Regions from separate parts of the Mus musculus genome. Here region 2 is linked to region 1. Evidence: chromatin contacts called from public HiChIP or PLAC-seq data. All regions are on one chromosome and are shown on one strand. Each heading gives the region's core, a stretch centred on a gene start, on an enhancer-like site or on the middle of the called end of the contact. The rest is flanking DNA. Distances are from core to core; before and after follow the strand shown. Region 1 has its middle 19 kb from the start of Map2k6. Region 2 has its middle 140 kb from the start of Kcnj2.

Region 1 (2,743 bases), core at 113-2,612:
TCTTTCTATCTACAACACAAAAAAAGCACACACCATTCAGAAGAAAGAGGTCACCAAAGGAGATAGGAAGGCCCACTTTCTTTTTTTTTTTTTTTAGATTTATTTATTTATTATATGTAAGTACACTGTAGCTGTCTTCAGACACTCCAGGAGAGGGCGTCAGATCTTGTTACAGATGGTTGTGAGCCACCATGTGGTTGCTGGGATTTGAACTCTGGACCTTCAGAAGAGCAGTCGGGTGCTCTTACCCACTGAGCCATCTCACCAGCCCGGAAGGCCCACTTTCATCACTCACTATTCTGATCTTCCTTGCAAAACAGACCAAAGGGATGAATGTGTGAATGAATGAATGAATGAATGAGTGAGTGAATAGTGAATCAGTGAGTGAATGAGTGAATGAATCAGCGAGTGAGTGAATGAATGAATGAATGAATGAGTGAATGCATAGTGAATCAGTGAGCGAATGAGTGAGTGGATGAATGAGTGAGTAGTGAATCAGTGAATGAGTGAACAAATGACATCCTATGACTCCTGTGTCTGGATATACCTAAATGAACATGTTGGTCTCTCAGCAGCTAGAATCCAACTATCAGTTAATAAAGCAGATTATTGAAAACTTTAAACCAGCTGTAATTTTCTGCACTGAGGGCTAAAACAAGGCTTATGAACTCCTACCCTTTTTTTCCTGTTTCAGTCACCCTCTGTGATCTTCTAGTGCATTCACTACAACAGGGGAAGCTGCCTTTAGGCCACACTCTGAGAGAGTGCCCCAATGCTTTCTTTTGCATAGAAATGAAATCGAGGCTTAGTTTGATTTTTTTTTTTTTTTTTTTTTTTTGTAGCTGCTGCTAGTTTACTTGGAGACAAGAGTCTTTCTGTGTAGCCTAGGCTACCCTCAAACTCCTTCTGCCTCAGCCATCTGGCTCATGGCACTGCGGCTATGTGTCACCACACCTGGCTTCAAAACTGAGTTCTGCCTTCGCCTCTTCCTCCTAGCTTGTACACAGGCACACCAGAGCATTTATGGTTGTTACATAACAAGGTCCCGGGCAAGGGCATGGTGTTCCCACATGCAGAACTCTGCCCTGGGTGTGGAATGTGACAGAAGCAAGTTTAGGCAGGACTGTGCCCCCAACCGTGGAGGAACTTCAGGGGAAGTTTGGGCGGCAGACAAAGCCGGCAATCTCTGGGCTCACGAAAAGGAAGCAAGGCAGTGTGCAGGAGCTGCGCTTCTTGCGATACGTGGATTTGCAGTTATCCAGGCGCTTAGGAACGTTTTAAACATGAGCACTGCTCCTGCCTGTGTCAAGGGACTCAGATCTCCTGCAAGACACCATTGGTGCAATTAAAGCCGGCGTCAGTGTGTAAACATCCCCGGAGAAAGGCAGAGGGAGCCAAGGCTCAGGGTTACTCTGAACTTTGGAATCTCCTACATTACTACTGTGTGTTTGGACAGCACGCGGAGAGTCTGGGTGGAGTCACGTGACGGGTCCAACTGGGAGGCCGTTCTACTCAAAGCTCCAAGCATCTCTTCTAAGTAAAACAAAACAAGCAAATGGCTACGCGGTGCCAAAGGGATTAATGTATTGTCCTTAGGCGACCTTCTCACTTCCATTTGAAGAAAACAGGTGGTTGGTTGCAGTCGCACACAGATTCGTGCTCTGATCCCAAAACCTAGACTAAGGACGACAAACAGACCAATGGCACACTCGCTTTCAGAAGAAGAAGAAGAGGAACGCACGTTCTGGGCTAGGGCCCACATCCTCTCAGCCCTCCACGCTCTGCACCGCTCACTGTTATTTACTGATGTCGTGCTGCTTGGGAACTGTTTACAGCCAGTCTGTGAATCCCCAAATAAAATCAATACGCAGAGTGGGCTCGCTTCCTGAGGCTCATCGAGGGACTCTGTAAACCTGGCACATTTCGTTATCTAAATGTTACAACAACAGGGACACAGTTTTTTCCCCCCTCTGTATTTGTAAAACTCAGGAGTGCTCATAACCTTCACGGAAATTGGTCTTTGTTCTGGGAGTATTTCAAGTGCATCACCTAAATTGTCTATTCCAATGAATACAGAAATAGAACCCAGAGTGTGTGCACACAGCGACTAGAAAGATGATTTCATATAAGGTGTCATCCTGCATCCAAGGCAGTATGTAAAATGGATAGAAAAGGAGACTGGAATACCGCCCACCACTGAGGGGTCTGGCTCTCCAGGTCTTCATTTCCTCCTCTATGAATGATTATTTCTTTTGACTTTAACTTTATTTAAGTAGGTGTATGTGCAGGTACCTGTGGAAGTCAAAAGAAGGTGCCTGATACCCCGGAGCTGACATCACAGGCCAGGCCGTACTGAGGTCCCAGATATTGGATGTGGGAAACAAACTTAGGTTCTCAGCAAGAGCGGCTCTAACCATTGAACCATCTCACCAACACTCCTGTGTCTTTGTTTCTTTTAGGTACTGTTTTCCGGAGACAAGGCTCAGTTCACTTTTTAATGGGTTGTTGGTTGATGTTTAACCCTGCAGAAACTTTTGTCTTTGATGAAATTTCAGGCATCCTGAAAAATGGAAATCTTAATTTTTTTCACTCGTTATCTTTTCAAAACCATTAATTCCTAAAGTTAAGTTGATTGGAATAAATAAGTGGTTAAATATATGTATATTTCCCCCTGAGGTAGGAAACTTGGCTTTAGAAGTCATAGTAACCAAAGGAAATGGTAATGACATTTCAGGAAAAAAAA
Region 2 (2,700 bases), core at 68-2,567, 830 kb after region 1:
TAAAAAAAAACCAGGGACCATGTTTGAAAATGAGAAAATTACATTAAAATAACCAAGAAGATCAGCAAAACATCATCAAAACTAACACATCCGCTCTCGGTTTCAGCAAGATGAGAACAACATTGATATTTGTTATTGAAGCAGATTTGCTAAGCCATGAAGTAATCTTTATATATTAAAAAGTACAGATACTTTGCCAGGTACTGTGGAATTAATCAGAATATTTATTCCACAGGTTTATCAGAAACTAAGTTCAGAAATATGGACCAGTTAAACAGACAAACGGGGTGGGGGTGGGGCTGCAAATGTTTAAATAATGGCTTAAGAATATTGATTTTATAAAATACTAAGTGACTTTTAAGAATGTTGGTTATAAAGTTGGTTGTCAAGGATTATTTGAGGGTTGAGAAACTGCTTTGGGAAGATTGTGAAAGTGTTAAAATGGGGCTTCTTGGGAACAGAATCAATTTTGGACAAATATGCTTGCCATAAAACCCAGTGTCTTAGTTAGGGTTTGACACTGCTGTGAATAGACACCATGGCCAAGACAACTTCCATAAGGACAACATTCAACTGGGACCAGCTTACAGTTTCAGAAGTTCAGTCCATTATCATCGAGGTGGGAGCATCGTAGGGGGAACTGAGAGTTCTAAACCTTCATCCGGAGACTGCTAGGAAAATACTGTCTTCCAGGCAGCGAGGAAGAGGGTCTTAAAGCTCACAGCCACAGTGACACACTTACTCCAAGGCCACACCTCCAAATAGTGCCACTCCCTGGGTCAAACACTACACCCAGGAAACCAAAGACTGAATGGAATCTCTGTCTCTCTGTCTGTTTGTCTGTCTGTCTGTCTGTCTGTCTGTCTGTCTGTCTCTCTCTCTCTCTCTCTCTCTCACACACACACACACACACACACACAAACACACACTTTGATCTGTGAGCAAATTCAGATGCTCAGTGTTTGAAGAGACACCTATCCTTGTTAAGATCAAACCATCACATGACAACATGAGAGCTGAAAATCAACTGAACAGATAAAGTGGACATGCAATTTCAGGACAGAATAAGTACAGAACCCAAGGAGTGGAGAGTTGGAGAGTCTGATAACACCCTCCCCTCCCTGCAACCAGGGATAAACCAAGAAATGAAAGCTGAATGGTTAGTGTCAGCATGCTAACTCTATCCCAGAATCTCTCTCAGTTGACTGTGCTTAGGATGAGAAAGGGGAAGAAAAAACTGCTGCCTCTTTGTGAATAAATGATGCTGGAACACAAAGAGGAAGCACCAGTGTGGAAGCCAGCCTTGCCTTTGCCATATCAGCTCAAGAGAATTTGGAGCATACCATGGGATCCACAGCAGACTATGGCAAGGCTGGCTTCCACACTGGTGCTTCCTCTTTGTGTTCCAGCATCCTTCTATCCTGCCAGCACTTTGTCTGCCCATTGCCTTTCATGTGTCTTTCTGGGTGTCATTACAAATCTGAATCCAAGGACTCAGCCTCAGCCTCAGGGATTTGATAGAGATCTGAAATTATTTGCAAACTGTGTAACTCTTTCTTTTCTTTTCTTTTCTTTTCTTTTCTTTTCTTTTCTTTTCCTTTCCTTTCTTTTCTTTTCTCTCCTCTCCTCCTCCTCCTCCTCCTCCTCTCCTCCTCCTCCTCTCCTCCTCTTCTCCTCCTCCTCCTCTTCTCCTCCTCCTCTTCTCCTCCTCCTCTTCCTCCTCCTCCTTCTCTTCTTCTTCTTCTTCTTCTTCTTCTTCTTCTTCTTCTTCTTCTTCTTCTTCTTCTTCTTCTTCTTCTTCTTCCTCTCTCTCCCTCCCTCCCTCCCTCCCTCCCTCCCTCCCTCCCTCCCTCCCCCCTTTTCTTTCTTTTCATTTTTGTAGGAAGTAGGTTCAAAGATGGGACAAATGGTCCCAAAGGATCAACTTTCTGTGTGAAGCTCACCACCTATAATCTGACTCTATGGGACATAATCCTACACCTTATTACCCGTTGATCCCTCCAAGATTGGCTTGGGTCTTTTTTCATCTCCTGAAAATGTATCCTGCCAATTTTATGAGCTAACCTACACTCTATCTGTTCTTTAAACAAGCAGAGAAAGGAGGGGCTACCTTGTCCAAGAAGAAACTGTCTCTTTTGCCTTCAGGTCTTAGACACTATCCTCACAGTGATCAAATAGCAGCAGCTTAATTCTGTGGCACCGGACACTAGGTGTGTTCACATGTATGTGCAGGTGCACATGCACCTATGTTCATGGGTGAAGATCCTGAGCAGATGTCTGTGTCATCTTCAGCCTCACCTCACTCTATTCATTAAGGCAGAGTCTCTCACTTGACCCCAAATAGCCAGCTTGTTTTGGTAATCCCTTGGCTCTGCCTCCTAAGTGCTAGGATTACGGACTGGCTGCCTACATGGAGATCCTAATTCAGTTCCTTATACTTCTGTGGCAAGTGCTCTAATCACGGAACAAGTCCCACAGCCTGGCACCTACTATTTTTAAACCAACCATCCTTTTTTAAAAATAAATTAAAAGCAGTAAGTGTCATGTGAATGGAACTAATTAGAATCATGTGAATCTTCAAAGACTGCCACAGCACTAGAGGACAAGTAAGAAGGACTCGGGGGCTTTCGAATGCAGCCTTTGTCGTGTTTTATTAAAAGATAAGGAAGGACTGTGTGTTTGGTGGAGGTGCAATATAGT

What was found. HiChIP or PLAC-seq counts read pairs in DNA pulled down with a chosen protein or histone mark.
Region 2: a contact with region 1 is called in an H3K4me3 HiChIP or PLAC-seq map of bone marrow-derived macrophages, with 6 times the contacts expected there. The contact joins two enhancer-like sites. A contact is called at or near these places in 1 of 115 datasets of contacts at active chromatin or transcription factors (bone marrow-derived macrophages) and 1 of 9 other capture datasets (macrophages).

Annotation. Positions count from the first base shown.
Region 1 is chr11:110,378,754-110,381,496 of GRCm38.p6, forward strand. No RefSeq gene overlaps it. Among named protein-coding and RNA genes, the nearest start is that of Map2k6, 19 kb to the right of the region's middle. Within about 2 kb of position 1,363, at least 179 of the 459 cell types and tissues checked have an H3K27ac peak or open chromatin away from gene starts, as enhancers often do. A contact at or near this core is called in bone marrow-derived macrophages, where this site is marked.
Region 2 is chr11:111,209,449-111,212,148 of GRCm38.p6, forward strand. No RefSeq gene overlaps it. Among named protein-coding and RNA genes, the nearest start is that of Kcnj2, 140 kb to the left of the region's middle. Within about 2 kb of position 1,318, at least 5 of the 459 cell types and tissues checked have an H3K27ac peak or open chromatin away from gene starts, as enhancers often do. A contact at or near this core is called in bone marrow-derived macrophages, where this site is marked.